Linked DNA regions of Pan troglodytes: region 2 is linked to region 1. A link is a contact called in public Hi-C data. All regions are on one chromosome and are shown on one strand. The core of a region is the stretch at or near the end of the contact, and the rest is flanking DNA. Distances in the headings are between cores, read along the strand shown. Region 1 holds the start of CEBPB (CCAAT enhancer binding protein beta). Region 2 overlaps PTPN1 (protein tyrosine phosphatase non-receptor type 1).

Region 1 (3,559 bases), core at 691-3,190:
TAATTCTGACTATAATGAGAACGGTGACGGAAATGAAGCAGGGGTGTGAGAGGAGTGACTGAGGGCCTAGACTTCCCATGGGAAGGTCAGGGAGGGTTTCCTGGAGGAGGCAGCTTTTGGGCTGAGACCTGAGGAGCTGCCTTGGGCAGAGGTGGGGTGACAGTGTTCTTGGTGCACAGGGAACAGCAAATGCATTCCTTCACTGGTAAATGTTGAGCGTGCTGTGCTCAGGAGTCCCTCGTGGGCCAGCCCTCCCCAAGTGGCAGCCTGCAGGGAGACTGAGGTAGACAGCTAGGATAATGGTGGCTGGCGATAGGGAAGGAAATCACTAGCAGGTGGGACAGGGAGGGCCTCTCAGAAGCCGTGGCCTCTAGCTCAGCCCTGAGTGTCCCATTTTGCAGTGAGGAAGGGCTGGTCGGGTGGCCCTGGGGAAGCTGCCGCACCCCTCTGGGCCTTGATCCCTCCCCAGCCCAGAGGCTGCTGGGAAGACCCAGAAAGCCAGCAGGCTGGGCCAGTGTTTTATCCCCTCCCTCCCTGCCTCCTACCCACCAAGGGTGCCCAGAGATGTCATTTCTCCAGCTCTTGGGGGCGGAGGTCACCCCAGCTCAGCAGATAACACCGAAGGTTGAGCAATGCCCGCCTGCCCGCTGGGGCCAGGGCTGGGGTCAGTGGGCTGGGGGTCAGCCCCGGGTAGGCTGGGAGCTCCTGCCTAGGTGGCCTGGGCTAGGAGTGGCAGAGAGGTGGGCCCAGGGAGCTGCCCCAATGGCCTAGGAATGGGTCCGGGAGGGCAAAGGGCCCTCTAACCTGAGCCTACCCAGCAGAGGCGGGCAAGTGGTCAGAAGGCCTTGGGCCTGTGTTCAAGTCCAGGCAGGCCGTTGTCGCTTTCCCATCTGTGAAATGGCAGCAACAAAAGCATCTTTCTGGTGGGGTGAAAAAAGTTGAACCTCGGGGTCCAGGCCCACCCTGAGCACAGGGCAGGGACTTGGTAAAAACTTATCTTTCTCTTTCCTTCTCTTTCCTGCATACCACCCCCCTCCCGTGAGGCCTCGCTTAAGTCCCTCCCTAGCAACTTCAGAAACAGAAGTTTTTGGCCTCTGGGACTGGCAATAGGTCTTAGGGCTCAGATGAGGGCATTTCGTTTGGGATGAACGGGGGACATGCGGCCATGTGACCTTGGTATGCCATGCCATGCTCCCTCTGGGCCTCCACTGGCACAATCCGTGGGGGTCCCTTTCTCTCTGATGTGCAGCCCACAACGTAAGCCTTAGTTTGGGAGTCTGGTGGGAACAATGCCACCACCACTAACAGTAGCGACACCCTTCATGGATTGCAGCTGGGAGAAGTGAAGTGACTCACCCAAGGTCACACAGTGTGGCAGGGCCGAGCACCCCCCGCCCCTGCCCCATCCCAGGGCCCAGGTCGGGTGGCGCGGCGCGGGGCAAGAGAAGACCCGGGCGTGTCCAAGCCTGGAGCAGGCGGCAGGTGTGGTGGGCGGGGCTAGGGGCGGGGCTCCGTGGACCAGGGTCCAGCCCCAAGCGGAGCGCGATCCTGCCCGGTCGCCCCGACCCCCGGGGTCCTCATATTGGCGGTGGCTTAAGAGGGGAGTCGTCACAGGCGTGGAGTCTTCTTTTTAAAGCCGGGGACCTGGGGAGGAGGTGGGAGTTTACGGGAGGAATGGCCACGGAGATGGGTAGCTTCTCCTGGAGCTAGAGCTGCGGGCTGGGGTCTCCAGGGTTCGGCCCGGGGAGCCGACCCTGGTCGGCCGTCGGGGCTCTGCTCGGCCCTCCTGAAACCTCCGCCTCCTCCAGCAGGGGGCGGGCCGGGGCCGCGTCTCGGGGGGAAGGCGATCAGGTCGCCCCCTCCTCCGATTCCCCCGCCTTCCAGGACAGCCTCCAGCCCAGAGGGGCGGTCCGGGGGCGGGGTCGCACCGCCCCCTCTCGCTCCCAATCCCGGGGCGGCCGGGCGGGGGTGGGCAGGGGGCGTGAGGCCGCCCCCTGCGTTCCGGGGGCCCCCCGAAAACGCGCTCCGGGTGCCCGGTCCCTCCGCTGCGCCCTGCCGCCGTCCTCCCGGGGGTCTCAGGCGGCCGCGGCCGTGTCCTTCGCGTCCCGGCGGCGCGGCGGGAGGGGCCGGCGTGACGCAGCGGTTGCTACGGGCCGCCCTTATAAATAACCGGGCTCAGGAGAAACTTTAGCGAGTCAGAGCCGCGCACGGGACTGGGAAGGGGACCCACCCGAGGGTCCAGCCACCAGCCCCCGCACTAATAGCGGCCACCCCAGCAGCGGCGGCAGCAGCAGCAGCGACGCAGCGGCGACAGCTCAGAGCAGGGAGGCCGCGCCACCTGCGGGCCGGCCGGAGCGGGCAGCCCCAGGCCCCCTCCCCGGGCACCCGCGTTCATGCAACGCCTGGTGGCCTGGGACCCAGCATGTCTCCCCCTGCCGCCGCCGCCGCCTGCCTTTAAATCCATGGAAGTGGCCAACTTCTACTACGAGGCGGACTGCTTGGCTGCTGCGTACGGCGGCAAGGCGGCCCCCGCGGCGCCCCCCGCGGCCAGACCCGGGCCGCGCCCCCCCGCCGGCGAGCTGGGCAGCATCGGCGACCACGAGCGCGCCATCGACTTCAGCCCGTACCTGGAGCCGCTGGGCGCGCCGCAGGCCCCGGCGCCCGCCACGGCCACGGACACCTTCGAGGCGGCTCCGCCCGCGCCCGCCCCCGCGCCCGCCTCCTCCGGGCAGCACCACGACTTCCTCTCCGACCTCTTCTCCGACGACTACGGGGGCAAGAACTGCAAGAAGCCGGCCGAGTACGGCTACGTGAGCCTGGGGCGCCTGGGGGCCGCCAAGGGCGCGCTGCACCCCGGCTGCTTCGCGCCCCTGCACCCACCGCCCCCGCCGCCGCCGCCGCCCGCCGAGCTCAAGGCGGAGCCGGGCTTCGAGCCCGCGGACTGCAAGCGGAAGGAGGAGGCCGGGGCGCCGGGCGGCGGCGCAGGCATGGCGGCGGGCTTCCCGTACGCGCTGCGCGCTTACCTCGGCTACCAGGCGGTGCCGAGCGGCAGCAGCGGGAGCCTCTCCACGTCCTCGTCGTCCAGCCCGCCCGGCACGCCGAGCCCCGCTGACGCCAAGGCGCCCCCGACCGCCTGCTACGCGGGGGCCGCGCCGGCGCCCTCGCAGGTCAAGAGCAAGGCCAAGAAGACCGTGGACAAGCACAGCGACGAGTACAAGATCCGGCGCGAGCGCAACAACATCGCGGTGCGCAAGAGCCGCGACAAGGCCAAGATGCGCAACCTGGAGACGCAGCACAAGGTCCTGGAGCTCACGGCCGAGAACGAGCGTCTGCAGAAGAAGGTGGAGCAGCTGTCGCGCGAGCTCAGCACCCTGCGGAACTTGTTCAAGCAGCTGCCCGAGCCCCTGCTCGCCTCCTCCGGCCACTGCTAGCGCGGCCCCCGCGCGCGTCCCCCTGCCGGCCGGGGCTGAGACTCCGGGGAGCGCCCGCGCCCGCGCCCTCGCCCGCGCCCTCGCCCCCGCCCCCGGCGGCGCCGGCAAAACTTTGGCACTGGGGCACT
Region 2 (3,561 bases), core at 779-3,278, 370 kb after region 1:
GATGCAAGATCTTTTCTTTCTGAGTATATTAATATGTATTTGAAATCTTTCTATTCTCTGCAGTTTGTTTCCCCCAAGGGTTTTTTTTTTTTTCTGGTTTTTGTTTTTTGTTTTTATGTTAGAGACTTTCCTGTTATATCTGGTCATCAGTGGTATCTGCTTGTGGTGGAGAGTAGGGGCTTATTGGAGTATGAGAACCTTGAGCAGGTGTAAGGAGCCTGTCAACACTGCGCTGGCCTCAGGGCCTCTAGGGAGGCTGCCAGTTGTGCATTCTGAGGATACCTTTTGGTTGTGCCTTTTGTCTGGTCAGATTATCTAGAGATGCTCTGCCTCCTACCTGGAGGAGAAGGGTCTAGCTGCCAGCAGTGTGAGTGTCTCTTGGGGAAAAGGACTCGAGTTCCTGGTGTTTGGCTTGTGTATGGCCGCTTACCCCATTTTTGGTGGAGCGCTCACATCTTCCACTGTGCCAACAGTCTTGCTGCAGTTCATAGACCTTCTGGTTTACATTTTTCCAGAAAGTATGTCTTTAGATTTCTGCAGAAGTCTGAGGAGCATGGAAGGAGCTTGGGGAATGAGATGGCAATCCAGGTCTTCCCAGATGGCTCTACCTTTATCCCCTGCAGGGAATCCCACTCCTCCTTCCTGACTGGGAGCACAGCCAGAGCCTTGGGAGGAATCTGGAGTGGAAATCTCGGGCGGTCTGGCTTTCTTACTGTTCACTTGTAATTTTGCTTTCTCACAACTGCCAACCACTAATCAGCCTGATTTCCAGCTTCCAGAATTCTATTGCTGTTGTCTGCTCTCCTATTCCCACCGTAGGGGACCGGGCTGTCTTTTTTTTTTTTTTAATTTTGGTAAAATATACAAAACATAAATTGTTCCATTTTAGCCATTTTTAGGTACACAGTTCAGTGGCAGTAAGTACATTCACGTTGTGTGTATTTGTTTTTTTAGTAATAAACAATATAAAATTATTTTTTTAAGTAATAAAACACAAATAAAAGATTGTTTAATGTGATTATCGTGGAATTTTAGGTGTGATCAGGAGCCATGGTGTAGTCTTCTGTTGAAACAGGGGTGATAGGATTTGTTTACCACCTCCTAGGAAAGCAGTTGGATAGTTTGTTGGCATAAAAGTACATTTTATCTATTTTTAATAATCGTAGCTTTATAGAAATTGCAGTTGGAACTCCCAGGCCTGGCATTCAAGGCTCTCTGAGATCTGGGCTACCCACCCATGTCCTCCAGCCATCTGTCGCACCTCCTACTGCCCACTCACTGTTCCTGGCATGAGATGTGATCTCCAGCCCCCATGCCTTTGCTGTGCAGGGTGTTCCAGAGTGAATTGTCCCTCCTGTCTGTCTCTCTGCGCTCTTCCTCGTCTTTCCATCTTCCTGCCCTACATCACTGCCTCCCACCCAAGGCCTGTGCTCATTCCTCCTCGGTTTTCCCCCATGGCCTGGTACATACCTCTGAATTATCACCTTGCATTTCCCATATTGCCCGGCTCTCTTTGATGTCTGTTTCTTTGCTGGGTCTTCCTCAGTGTCTGACGGTCAGTTAAATGTCTTTATTCTTTTTTGTAGGATATCCGACATGAAGCCAGTGACTTCCCATGTAGAGTGGCCAAGCTTCCTAAGAACAAAAACCGAAATAGGTACAGAGACGTCAGTCCCTGTAAGTATCCACGTGGCCGGTACCAGTCTTGCTCTTCCTTTGCTGCAGGCCCTTTTAATCAAGACTCCTTTCGCCTCAGAGTTTAGTATCATAATAAATCAATGTAGCAGAGGTTTATGACTCGATTGTTTCCTATAGTAAAGGCATTAGAGACTTATAGTAATAGCTCATTTTTCCACCATTATAGAAGGGCTCAGGTTTCAGTTTCTGGAAAATTCAGTGAAGTTCAAAGCACTTTTCTTAAGCTTTGACTGTTTTTGTGATGAATCATTTTCCTACCAGCTGAAGCAGAGTATAGCAGGCATAATAAAACCTTTTCTGGATGACTCAGCAGCAGCGTCATTAGGGCATGAGCACTGTGTTCCGCTGTAAGGAAGCCCTGCACAGGCATTCGGGGTGGGCACTGTCGTCCCCTGCGCTGAATATGCAAGGCAGCTCTGTCTGGAGTCCCCACCGCCTCCACCCCCGCCAACCTCATCATTTTTCTCCCTCTTTCCTGCTGTTAGTTCTTCCTAGGATTGTCAGTGTGCCTGCTGGCCTGTGGCAGCCCTGTCCGCCTTCTGAGTGATTGGCTGTCAGTCTGCCGGTAGCTGAAAAGTAAATAACTTAACATGTTAGAATTTGCATAAAGTAAGGAAAACTGGAGTTGAGTACAGGACTTGAACTGCGCCATCTCCTCTAGGCCACAGAGGCCTTTTTGACCCCCTTCCAGGTCTTTAGACATTGTCAGGCAGTGAGGGGTCGTAGCTGCCAGTGTCTCCATGGTAGCATGCTCTGCCAGGGATGCAGAAGATTCTCCAGTCAGTCCTCCAGTGGGCACTTCCTGCAGGTCCTGTGCCCATGGCTGGGAGTGGTGGCTGTCATTGTTCTCTGCCAGAAGGGTTAGCAGTGCATCCTGACCTGACTTATGTGGCGCCCAGATTCCTGGAAGGGGTCTAAAAATGGACCTAGACTTGGTGTAGAACGTGGGCCTCTTGGCCTGCCACCATGGTTCCCTGCCTGGTTTTGTGTGTCAGCTCTGCCACTTAAGAACTGAGTGGCTTTGGGCAAGTTGTTCTCTCTCATAGGAGTGTGTGAAGATGAAGCAACATAAGCTGCTTAGCCCAGCGCCCAGTACCTCACGCAGACATAAGTGCCCAGTAAATGTTGTCTGTGGTGGGGATGGTTGTCACCAACATCTGAAGTGCACTTCTAGGTCATCAGGTGACATGATTGGCGCCAACACATGGTACTCTTGATTTAGCACATCTCAGCTGAGGCACCTCATTGATATTTGTTTAAAAACAAAAACAAAAAACCTTGGTGATTCTGCTGTGAAGTCCTGGCCAGAAACCTCCAGACCGCTGATCAACACGCAACAGAACCATCACCGTTCACCTCTTTGACATGGTGCCAGGATACCCTGGATCTCTAGCTTTTGCTATAGTTGCTCTAATTAGGGAATAATCTTGTCTTTAATATTCCTTTGCTACATTTTTTAACATTTCTTATTTAAATGGTTTTATGAATCAGTTTTACAGAGAAAAAAAACCAGTATTTAAAATATTCTTCCAGGGGCTGGTCCAAGTACAGTAGTGTTTACAACTATGTGATCACAACCAGTTACAGATTTCTTTGTTCCTTCTCCATCCCCACTGCTTTACTTGACTAGCCAAAAAAAAAAAAATTATTCCAGGGAAACAATTCTCCAACTTTTTCACTCCCAATCTCACTCCTCTTATCTTCCTCCCGTACTCCTATCCTCCTCCCCTACTCCTATCCTCCAGTAGAAACAGTCATTTGCTGTGAAGGTTATGGGGGAGAATGAGTCAAGGTAGAAGGTCACCTGCTGCCCAGCTCACAGTGCTGCTGGCGATGACAGCAGTCCACAGTTACAGGCACTTG

What was found. A called contact is a pair of places that touch in the nucleus more often than the background predicts.
Region 2: a Hi-C map of stem cell-derived neural progenitor cells shows a contact between it and region 1, with 5 times the contacts expected there. The contact joins the enhancer-like site here to the promoter of CEBPB in region 1. A contact is called at or near these places in 4 of 7 Hi-C or Micro-C datasets (blood, induced pluripotent stem cells and stem cell-derived neural progenitor cells), 1 of 1 datasets of contacts at active chromatin or transcription factors (stem cell-derived excitatory neurons) and 1 of 1 other capture datasets (stem cell-derived neural stem cells).

What each region holds. Positions count from the first base shown.
Region 1 is chr21:56,475,944-56,479,502 of NHGRI_mPanTro3-v2.0_pri, forward strand. It overlaps CEBPB (CCAAT enhancer binding protein beta), which reads left to right and starts at 1,941. Exons shown (of 1, transcript XM_525353.8): 1 at 1,941-3,559. The coding sequence starts at 2,394. The coding sequence ends at 3,431.
Region 2 is chr21:56,849,008-56,852,568 of NHGRI_mPanTro3-v2.0_pri, forward strand. PTPN1 (protein tyrosine phosphatase non-receptor type 1) reads left to right here. Exons shown (of 10, transcript XM_525354.9): 2 at 1,587-1,677. Among named protein-coding and RNA genes, the nearest start is that of MIR645, 24 kb to the right of the region's middle. Within about 2 kb of position 2,029, at least 8 of the 24 cell types and tissues checked have an H3K27ac peak or open chromatin away from gene starts, as enhancers often do. A contact at or near this core is called in stem cell-derived neural progenitor cells and stem cell-derived neural stem cells, where this site is marked.